Linked DNA regions of Solanum lycopersicum: region 1 is linked to region 2. A link is a contact called in public promoter capture Hi-C data. All regions are on one chromosome and are shown on one strand. The core of a region is the stretch at or near the end of the contact, and the rest is flanking DNA. Distances in the headings are between cores, read along the strand shown. Region 1 holds the start of LOC101267305 (O-fucosyltransferase 9). Region 2 holds the start of LOC101267598 (trihelix transcription factor ASR3).

What was found. Promoter capture Hi-C pulls out the DNA fragments that hold promoters and counts their contacts.
Region 1: a promoter capture Hi-C map of leaf shows a contact between it and region 2, with 5 times the contacts expected there. The contact joins the promoter of LOC101267305 here to the promoter of LOC101267598 in region 2. A contact is called at or near these places in 1 of 1 promoter capture datasets (leaf) and 3 of 8 Hi-C or Micro-C datasets (all in leaf).

The regions. Positions count from the first base shown.
Region 1 is chr4:34,412,460-34,417,881 of SLM_r2.1, forward strand. LOC101267305 (O-fucosyltransferase 9) reads left to right here and starts at 1,644. Exons shown (of 11, transcript XM_004237520.5): 1 at 1,644-2,459. The coding sequence starts at 2,082.
Region 2 is chr4:34,149,985-34,155,684 of SLM_r2.1, forward strand. LOC101267598 (trihelix transcription factor ASR3) reads right to left here and starts at 4,354. Exons shown (of 3, transcript XM_004237521.5): 1 at 3,418-4,354; 2 at 731-772. The coding sequence starts at 4,033.

The DNA of each region.
Region 1 (5,422 bases), core at 394-2,893, 260 kb after region 2:
AACTGTATGATTGTGATGAAAGCTAAGAAGAGGCTTGTCTGCAACCTCTGAGAGGTTAACAACGCCGGTCTCATCTGGGGTCTAGGATTCGGGTGTGACACCCATCTATGATCAGTAGGAGCGTCTATGTTCCATTGATCTAGAACCAACCCGAAACTGCATTTTCCTTTTCTAAATTTGAGGTGTTACAGTTAACTTATTTTTTCCGTGCATACACTTTCGGTCACCCGAAACTTTCAGTTTCATTATTCAAAGATCAAATAAGCTTTTCTATCTCTTCTTATTACTTTATCATTTTCAAATTATTATTTAATATTCACTTACTATTTTTTTCTTGTCGTTGCTTCAAACCCTACATCAAAATTTTTTGAACTAACATGTTTTAATTGCATTACTAAAGACCTTATTCAAATAAATTTAAACATTTTTTCTAATTGAATTTTAAGCTAAACAGAGATATTCCACTTAAGGGAGTTCTTATTTTTGAGACAATTTAGATTTTAACTCTTTGTTCGTTTGAGTTTACCTTAAAAGCATGTTATATGTGTTACTTCGATGCATTTAAATCATCAAGTTTATGTGTGTGCAAGTAGGAGCTAGATTTACTAGTTTTGAAATATCTAAAGTTGATTGTGAGGGTATGATTATGTGTTTTCATATGATTTGATACTCCTAGCATATCTTTCTTATATGATATAATAGTATTCAGATGTTAAGTATGCCTTACATTTTGTTAGCCGTAAAAAATTATTTGTACTTCCTTGTAATATTTGTCTAGATTTTTAACATACTTTTATCACTATAATGGATACACAAACACAATATATATTTCACATGTGTAATGAGCAAGTTGAATTTGAATGAGCATACTTATGCCACCAGAGTCCACTTTTTATTTTAATTATTTGTTTATTTTGTATTCATTCTGTATAACAAAGAATGACCTACTTTTATATTAAAAATCTTTTCCTTTTTTTGCAACACTTTAATTTCAGTTTTCCACATGACATGTTTAAGATTATAAGATTAACGAATATTTTGATACATTTGATAACAACTTTAATTCAGAATCTCAAGATACATTTTTTAAGTGTCTGCCAATGGGCGTAGCTACCCTATCGTCCGAAAATAATATTGTATATATTAGTAAAATGAGAAAGAAGTGATTAAATAACATATGTTGGACATTCTGAACGGAATAAAGTGTTGTAGTCAGTTGTTTAAGATCTCTTGAAAGAGCCCTAAGTACTTTCGAATCTCTCTACCAACAATTTCCCTCCGTTTTTGGACACCCTTGGTGAATTTCCTAGCTTCACTCCTCCACTATATGTGCCAAATCAAATTAAGTTATTTTTTTTGGGACACCTTTCATGAATTTCCTAGATCCGCTCTGCCATTATATGTGTCAAATCTAGTTAAGTCATTCTATTTTTGACATTCTTCGTAAAATTTGTGGCTTCGCGCCACTCTGTGTACCAAATCAAATTAAGTCGTTCTCATTTGAACGAGGGAGTATATGATAACTGTTTTTTCTTAAGAGGATCAAGAATCCGAACAGTCCTAACTCATATAACTCTCAAACCATTTTAACAATTTATGTAAAATTAGATTTAAACAGAATAACAGAGGGTCCGAACAGTCCTAACTCATATAACTGAAGGACCATTTTGATAATTTGTGTAAAATTAGATTTAAACCACACAGGCATAAAAGGTAGGAGAAAGGTTTGTCAGCTTGGTAAAAAGCTGTACTTTACTCTTTCTTTGTGAGTTGTGTTTGTTTGTGTGATCTAATGCTTTTCTCATTTTGAGAGAGAGAGAGAGGAGGAGAAGAAGAAGAGACCATCGAAAACTAGCAGCATTGCAGTTTGCTTTTCGGTCCTTGTGTCGGTGAATCATTTTTTGTAATTGGGCAAGTGGATTGCTTAGTTGCGTATAGCTGTCTGCACTACCCCACTTTATACTGCTAGTGTCCGTGAGCGTAACAGCATTTTTTGCAATTTTGATTTTCTCCAGACTTTCTTTCAACTATTTTACCCAATACTGTTTCTTTCCATCCAAATAACTGAACTTAAGGTCTACATGCACGGCTTAAGCCGGCTAGGCAATGGCGTGTCTCCGCCATCCTCCCCTCGTTTCCGCCATGCCCGGAATAAGAACACTGATGTATCTGGTAATTTCCACAGTGGTAATTGTCAAGTAAAGCTGCAGAATTTTGCAGAGAAGTTAGGTTTTATGATAGTATCTGCTGTTTATAGGCGAAGAGGGGTGTTACTTTTTGCTCCCTTGTTGTATATATCTGGAATGTTGTTATATATGGGTGCTTTAGGCTTTGATGCATCTCGTACAAGTGGTGGTGGAACTGGGCTGGATCCAATTGGATCAGTTTACAGGAGCCCACAGGTTTTTGAAAAGCTCTGGCCATTAATGGATGCTGAGAACAATGGAAGCTCTAATTTGGTAATCTACTTACAATTTCTTCTCTTTCTCTTCCCAGGTTTTTTTTTAATGTGATTAAATTTCTGATATAAAGTATGTTACATGTAAGTTGGCTTGTTTGGTTAGATTCTGGAACCACAATTTTGAACATGAAATCTTAGAAAGGTAACTTGTGACTTTGATCATGAGAATAAATTTGAGGTGTAATAACTTTTAGTGGCAAACATCCCCTATTAGATATTCTGTCCATATTGTATATTGCCTTACTGCTTTAGTGTTGAAAGTATAAGTTGAATTGGTTCTATGTACTAGCTTAGTTGTATTTATGATTAAAAATGTACTAGCTTAGTTGTGATAGTAGCTTACGATATTGTTAAGTTGTTATTAAATTAATGACTTAGTGAGTTAGTTACAGGTTAGTGAGTTGGTTAGATGATTAGTATATAAATAGCTCTTGTGTTAGTTTCATTGAGTTAGTATAGTTTCCATTTGAACTCACTTTTCCTTTATTTTCTCTCTAGCTTAAGTGAATACTATTTCGGGGTACTTTTTCTGTGATAATCTAGATTTAAACAGTGACTTTAAGCTATATAGATAGACAACCTAAATGCTTTTTTGAAATTTGACTCTGTACTCTTATTGACATGTTCGTCAACTTGAGTAGAACTGAGCTGTCTAGGCTTGATTTGCCTCTTGAATGTTTTCCTATATTAATCAATTCTTCTCGTGTGAAGAATGTTATCCGGAATATTCTAAGATTTTTGCATAGGTATAAACGGGAAGTTTGGGTTAAGCTAGTAACAAATGTTTGAGAAATATTGGACAAAAATATTATTGAATTGTGTATCTACATTGTTACATTGTGATCCTATTGATAGACACTATATTAGCATCCTTTTTGAACTAGGACACTACATTACAATCTTTTCTCAAGTAGAATTCTATAAATGAATATCTTTTAAAGTATAATTCTATATACTATTCTTGTTCCTATTCTTATTCTAACACTCCCCCTCAAGATGGTGCATACAAGTCATACATATTGAGCTTTTATTGATGTAATTAAATACGAGGACTACGGAGGGGCTTAGTGAAGATATTTACAAGTTGATCACTTGACTTCACAATATTTTTTTAACAATTCTTTCGAGAGTATCCTTTCTTTTGACGAAAAAAGTGAATCTCAAAGTGCTTAGTCCTCCATGAAATACTGGATGGATGCAAAATCTCATAAAACACATAATGATCAATTCTACTATGAGGCATGCCACACTCCTGAATTACCGTGTTGAATTTCTCAAACTAAGCTCGAGGAGACTGGTCATATCATTAACTAACCTCCACAATTAGCGTACAAGGCTACTAGAGTAGCAACAAAACTAGGTGGTTCCTTTAGATAGACTTCTTCCTCAAGATCACCGAGGAGAAAAAACGTTTTTAATGTCCAATTGAATAAGATGCCGATGGCGAACAACAACGATAGAAAGAAAAAGGCGGACATGTGTTACTTTAGGCACGAAAGAGGAAAAGTTACTATAAACCAACCCTGAAACAGGGAGCATGTTTCAAACACTGTTGGAAAACATAGATATGTCGGAAATAGCACAACTGTCTGTAGAAAGTGATCAAAATTGGGTACAAAATATATGGATTGTGTGGAAACCAAAAGGGGTGTTGATGGTGAATAATAAAGTTGCCAAAAAACTGATTAGATAGGCTGACACATCACACATCAACACATGGTATTGATGCAGCTGTTGGAATCCTAGATCTAGCCGCGCGTGAGGGATCTGCGACCAGCGATGCTGGTTGGCCTTTGGTCGCTGGAGGTTGCCAGACCATTAGGTGGTGTTGATCTTTGCACATCATTGACGACAGTTGAAATTATGTAAGTCACATATGAGAAGTCAATAAAAAGACGCATGGATCTACGCTAATAAATCTGAGGAGTCAATGGAAAAATGCACGGTGCTACGCAATTCAGATATGAGAAAGTGGTGCTACACAAATCAAATATGAGAAAGTAGTCACTGAAAAAATTCACGGTGTTACAAAAATTATGAGAAAGTAGTCACTGGAAGGATACACGGTGCTACACAAATCAAATATGAGAAAAAAGTCATCGGAAAGATTTGCGGTGCTGCACAAATCAGATATGAGAAAGTAGTCACCAGAAAGATGCACGGTGCTATGCAAATCTGATATGAGAAAGTAGTCACCGGAAAAGACGCAGGATGCTATGCAAACACTGACCAATATGGGGCCGACAGAAAACAAACCTAGAAAGTTGTCAATAATTGATGCAAGGTACCCTTCGGGTGGCCAAGTGGCTTGGGTTTGTGACTTCCATGTTGGAGGTCTCAAGTTCGAAACCCCTTGTCAGCGAAAGCAAGGGGTTTGCCTTCGGCGTCGAGCTTGTCGCACCGGGTTGCCTAATGTTGGTTATCTCTCCTATGTGGTTTGCGAGCTACAACATAAGAGCAGAGGTTTTACCCTATGCGCACCTAAAGGGTAGCGATTGTGGGTTTTCCTTGTCATAAATAAAATTGACACACGATGACCTGTTTGATTGCATTTTCTCTCCTAAATATGGGGTTCATGCATATATTATTGGCCTTAGTTTTTGTAACATAACCATTGGTCAAATGAATGGCATACATGGGTCAAAGCTGTCTGCAAGCAGCAACAAAAACTCTGTGATTCTCTATTAGGATCGTAGAAGCTCTACCGTGTGAGAAATATATGAGAAAATATTATTGATATGTGTATCTACATTATTTCATTGAGATCCGTTTTCTAGACACTACATTAGACTCCTTTTCCAACTAGGATACTACGTTACAATCCTTTTCCAAGTAGGATTCTATATACTAATCATGGAGTAAAAGTGATAATTATTGTTCTCTTTTCTTTTTGTCTTCCTAAACAATTTATTTCACATAGTTCTGTGTGCAGTGTGTATATGGAATATCACTTTTGCGTTT
Region 2 (5,700 bases), core at 3,104-5,603:
AAAAATATTTAATAAATTATGTGGGGCGAGATCGGGTTGAAAAAGAAAAAAGTTGTTATGAAAGGCGGAGCATGGAAGCTTAAAAATTTGCAGGTTAAGCTCTCTCTGCCCCGCCCCCCACCACATTGCCATCCCTAGTCGTACAAAACCATGACGGATGACTAGGAAGCCAGCAGAGTAAGCCAAGTTTAAGTAGAGCTTTCTTGGCCTCCTGTGTATGGTGCAACCAATGACAAAATACAGAATTTGCTATATATGTATGTATATTAGGTTGTTGGAGTATAGCTTAAAGCTAAATGCAAATAAAACTCCTTGCTATTTTTATGGACTAGCAGTAGTAAGTTACTACTCAAATTGTCTATAGAATGATGACCAGCCTTTTGTCCACATAAAATATTGGGAAAATTTGAGGAAAAATTCAAAGTCTCCCTTTTTCCTTCAAACTTCAACCAAATATTGTCCAATCTCCTAGAATAACTCTATATATCAAACCTTCAAATATTTCACTTTTGCCAAGAGTGTGACTTCATAAAAATCATAGTAGCACCACAACTGAAGCAATCAGATGAATATATCTGACTTCTTTCAGTTTTTGTTATCCGCATATCTCAGTTATAACCCAATATTAACCAAATACACACATTTGCAGGGCAAAACAAGAAAACAAATAGAATTAACTAAAAGAAAGAAACCTTTCGGTGTGTGCAGAATTAACATTATATAGACGTACCTTGTGTAGGAGAAACTTGAGAGAGTGGTTGATGTTGTTGCTCTGCAATCCAAAATCAAGATAATTAGGAAGACCAAATAAAATTTTATTTTTTTTGAAATGGGTAACTTGTATTCCTCAGCATTGAGGGTTATGCTGGCCACACCTCCAAAAAGTATTAACAGCGAAGCGAGAAAAAAAGAAGAGAAACAAAAAATACTTACAAAGAACCTAAATAATAAGTTCAAAACAATTTGAATTCCACCACAGCGAAGAGGTAGAGGAAAATGAAGAAAATTTAGTACTTTCTAGAGGGAAGGAAAATGAATATTATTACCTAATTTAAATTTTTATTTCTATATAATTGAATTGGATTCATGCTGGTCATTCTACTATGATGTAGCAGTATAGGGAAAGGAAGAGAGACTATCATATATGTTCATTGACCTAGAAAAAAAAGCTTATGACAGAGTTCCTACGGGGGCTTTGTGGAGATGTTCGGAGGCTAAAGGTGGACTTGCAGCTTATATTAGGGGGAGACTAGATAAAAACATGAAATACTTGCAGCTTATTGAGGACAGAACCCTAGATGGCGGAATATGAAGGCCGAGAATTAAATTGAGTGCTGTCAAGTTTTTCTTTTTAGTATTATTATTATCACTCTTATTACCCAATTCTTGATTTTATATTTTACCTATTATTACTTCTTCGTTTATCGTACTATGTGTTGTTGATACTATTATTTTCTATATGGTTTTTCACTTCTGTATTTCCTTTTCTTACTGATTTGGATATGCCTTGGTTTAACCGAGGACTGTCATAAATAGCTTCACAGGGCAGGGGTGTTGCATACACATCACCCTACCAAGACCTCACTTACGAAATCTTACTTGGTATATTGTTGTATTGCTATAATTGAATTTAACTAGTATTGGGCAGTCCATTGCGATTCAAAATAGAACAAGAAAAAGATATCATCATCGGAAAAAGAAATAATATAACCTTGATATAAAACCATTAGAGGCATACAATATCACCATTGTAGTGCAATTCTATTGTTTTGGGCACCCAAGTACACAAATGTGTAAAGACAAGACATCTAATGATAAATAATTTCATTTCCACCAAGATTCTAATTCCAACAATGACAAAGTAAATATGCAGTACAAAATTGTTTGTAGTGAAACTAGTACTAGTACAAAACACAAAATATTGGGACCTGAGTTCCGAGTCGTACAGATTCACATATAAAAAAATAGTCACAACTAATACAATATTTTGAGATGCAAAATGTTGTATTATAAACTTAGTCACACTTCATAACTACTCTACATACAGTATTAAATTCTGCCTAAGTTACGCAGCGTTGATAAAAATAATAAGTTAGGGGGTTTAATAAGTTGCATAAGCACAAGGAATTTCCTAGGGTGATAAAAAAAGAGCATGTTGATATCATTGCTGACTTGCTGTAGTGGAACATAGAGTGACTCAACAAAAAGAAATAACCATGAGGGTAATGCCAGGATGGATGTGGCTTTCAAATTGCGGTGCCAATGACAGGTAGAATCTGGCAACTCTGGAATACTGGGGTGGTTCAGGTTAGTATCTTGGATATTAGCCCATTTAAATGCTCTATTTAAAATCATTGCAGAGACTATTTTATTAGTTTTACTGGAACATATGGACTTCATACAATTGAGGACAGGAAGGAGTTGCGGTCTGCAATTGAAAACCTGAAATCTATTGTCCAAAAACTCACAGCTCATAATGGGGGACTTCAACTCTATTCTCAGAGGGAAGGATACGAGCGCCCAAGTCATGGATGCAGAGATCAGGGATTTTGAAGACATGGTGAATTACTAGCCTAAATGAACTTAGGCCTACAGGGAGATTCTTGCATGGACAAGTTCACATATAGATGGTAACTTGACAGGGCAGTGGTCAATCATGCATGTATGGAAGGATGCCTTTATCTAGAACTAGATGTTAACGGACCCTCACTTTTCTGACCATTCTTTGCTATGTGTCACAATGGAGGAGGTACAGACTAGAAGTCCTTAAACCATTCAAGTTCCTGAATCACTTGGTAGGATATATTGAGTTCCGACACATCATGACTGATATGGAAAGAAAATGGAAGAAGTTCAAACTTATGAAAGGTGCACTGAAAAGGTACGTGAAATACTAGAGTGTTCTATAGTGCTTAGCTTAAAGCAAACAAGAGGATGTTTAAAAACTGCTAAAAGTGTCTCTGAATGACCAAGACCTCTATGCTAAAGAATAGAAGCTGAAAATAAACTTGGGAAAATGGATTGTAACAGAAGAGAGCATTCATATTGGGCAGGCCATTGCTATTCAAAATAGAATAATAAAAAGATGTACTCATCTTTGTAAGAAGAAATGCTTTAAACTTGAAGACACCATTAGAGGTATATCAATTCTATTACTTTTGAGCACCCACCCATGTGCACAAATCTTTAAAAGACAAGATATCTCATAAAAAATAATTTTATTTCCACCGAAGAATCTAATTCAACAAAGTAAATATGCAGTATAAAATTGTTTGTGTGAAACTAATACAAGTACAAAACATAAAGACATGAGTTCAGGGTGGGGTGGTTTTCACATATGGAAAATATATTTACAACTAATACAATATTAATTTAATCACACACTATAACTATGTGTAAAAGAAAAAAAGAAAAAACCTGAAACTGGAGTAGGAATAGGAGGGTCATTGATTGGTTTATGAGGAGTTTCATCAGGCTCAAAATCAGAAAACAAGGCATCATCCCCTGATGCAGCACTTTTCCCACTATCAAACAGGACTTGTGAGCCCAAAGCCAAAACCAAGCCTCCTTCTTCATGGGCATCGGCATCTCCACTTCCACGATCAAGAATATCATAGACTTCTCTATCGAAAAATCCAGGTAATTTTTTGTCTCTTCTCAAATCATTCCTCATGACCCAAAAGGAGTCGGTTTCTTCTTTTATCTGAGACTCCCACTCTTTAATCTTCTTAAAATCTCCAGCCAAATTACTCCATCTCTTTCGGCATTGAACTGGTCCACGGTTAACCCCATGTCTTTTACAGTAGGAAGAAACAGAAGCCCACTTGGGTTCAACCTGTGGTGAACCTAATTCAACAACGCCAGTTCGTCCTCGACGGATCCGGTTTTCAGTAACCTTTTTCCCCTGTATCAGTACAAGAATTTCTTGTCTAGTCCAACGAGGAAGCCTAGGAACTTTGTTAGAATCATCGGCGCCGTTGAGACGGCCGTCGGAGTCGGTAGACGGAATTAGGGTCAATCGCTCAAGCTTCATACTACTTTTTGAACCACGTCAGTTAACGGAATTACGACAAACGCCGTTTTTGAGTAGGACGGCCCGTTGAGGGGAAGAGAAACAGAGTGTTTTCCCCTTTTCTTTTTTAATAATAATAATGGTAATATAAATATATTTCATGCCCCTTTTGGTTTTGGGTATTAAATAGTAATCATCACTCCGCTTACATATTTCTTAATCAGTCTCTGATAATTTTTACAATTATCTAATTTCTAAAATAAAGAAGATTGCTTACTTTATACTCATTTCATCTTTCACTCACAAATATTAATAAAAATTAAGTAAATAACAAATAAGGCCACAAGCCTATTTCTAAGGGCTACTATTTTAAACAAAGACCAAACCATCAACTAAATATTCAAACAGGTCACTTTCCTTTCCGTGGAAATTGGCGTTTTTCTTTTCATTACTATTCATTCTTTTTAATATATATATATATATATATATATATATATATATTAGCAAAAATAATGTATATATTAGTTCTCGACTTCATGCATTAGCACATTAGCATGATTAAACTGAAACATATAATTATCCCTCAATTTTTTTTTTACATATTTTATATCATAATTGTGGATGATATTTTTATATAACGCAATTTGTTTTAATATACTAAATCAAACAATGCATAACAAATAATATATATATAATAAATGCAAGTATTACTAACACAGTCTATTTAACTTTATTTTTAGGGCAACTTTCACATATAGCAAAAAAAAATCATATTTGCATAATATAGCAAACTTTGCATAATTGCGCTCCACAGCTAACATCAAAACTGTATAATTCGCTATACATATATAAGTGTATAATTCGCTGGCCTAAATTGTATAATTCACTAGCCTAAATTGTATAATTCGCTGGCCTATTTCGCTGCAATTGTATAATTTGCTTTGCATATAGTTGAATCGAATTAAAATGTATGTACATTGCATAATTATAAGTTTATAGAAAAAAGATATATGTTTTTCTCGCTTTATACAAAAACAGAAACACAATATATACACTTCTGTTGTATAAAGCTAGAGAAAATTGTATTTCACTACAATTATATAATTCGCAATTGTATAATTCGTTGGCCTTTTTCTCTGTAATTTTTGAAGTAAAATGTTTGTAAATTGTATAATTAAGTGTATAACACGAAGATATACATTTTTGCATGTGCATATACAATTTTCTCTTGCTTTATACAAAACAGAAACAAAATTATACACTTCTCTGTATAAAAGCGAGAGAGGCGAGCGAGAATGGAGAATGGCGAGCGAGATTCCTGGGAGAGAGACGCTGGCAAATTTTAGATAATGTTTGCAATGGAGCATAATTAAATCAAACCCTAGCTATTCTATTTAATTTAAGTTATTAGTTTGCTATTTTAAACAATTTTTCCTTATTTTTATACGTTTTACCAAATGAGTGAGGTCAATATTTGTTCATAAATTTAATTTTTTAATAGAATTTATAAAACTATTCTAATTTTTTTAACTCTAGCTATACTCCGGTAATAGTAAATTCTCTTATTAAATGTAAAATGAATATCTAATAAAAATAAATAAATTTAAATGGTGTTAATTAAATAATTTTAAACTTTTACACTAAAATGAATTAAAGTGGAATCAAAATATTAAATATTTGTTGTTGTT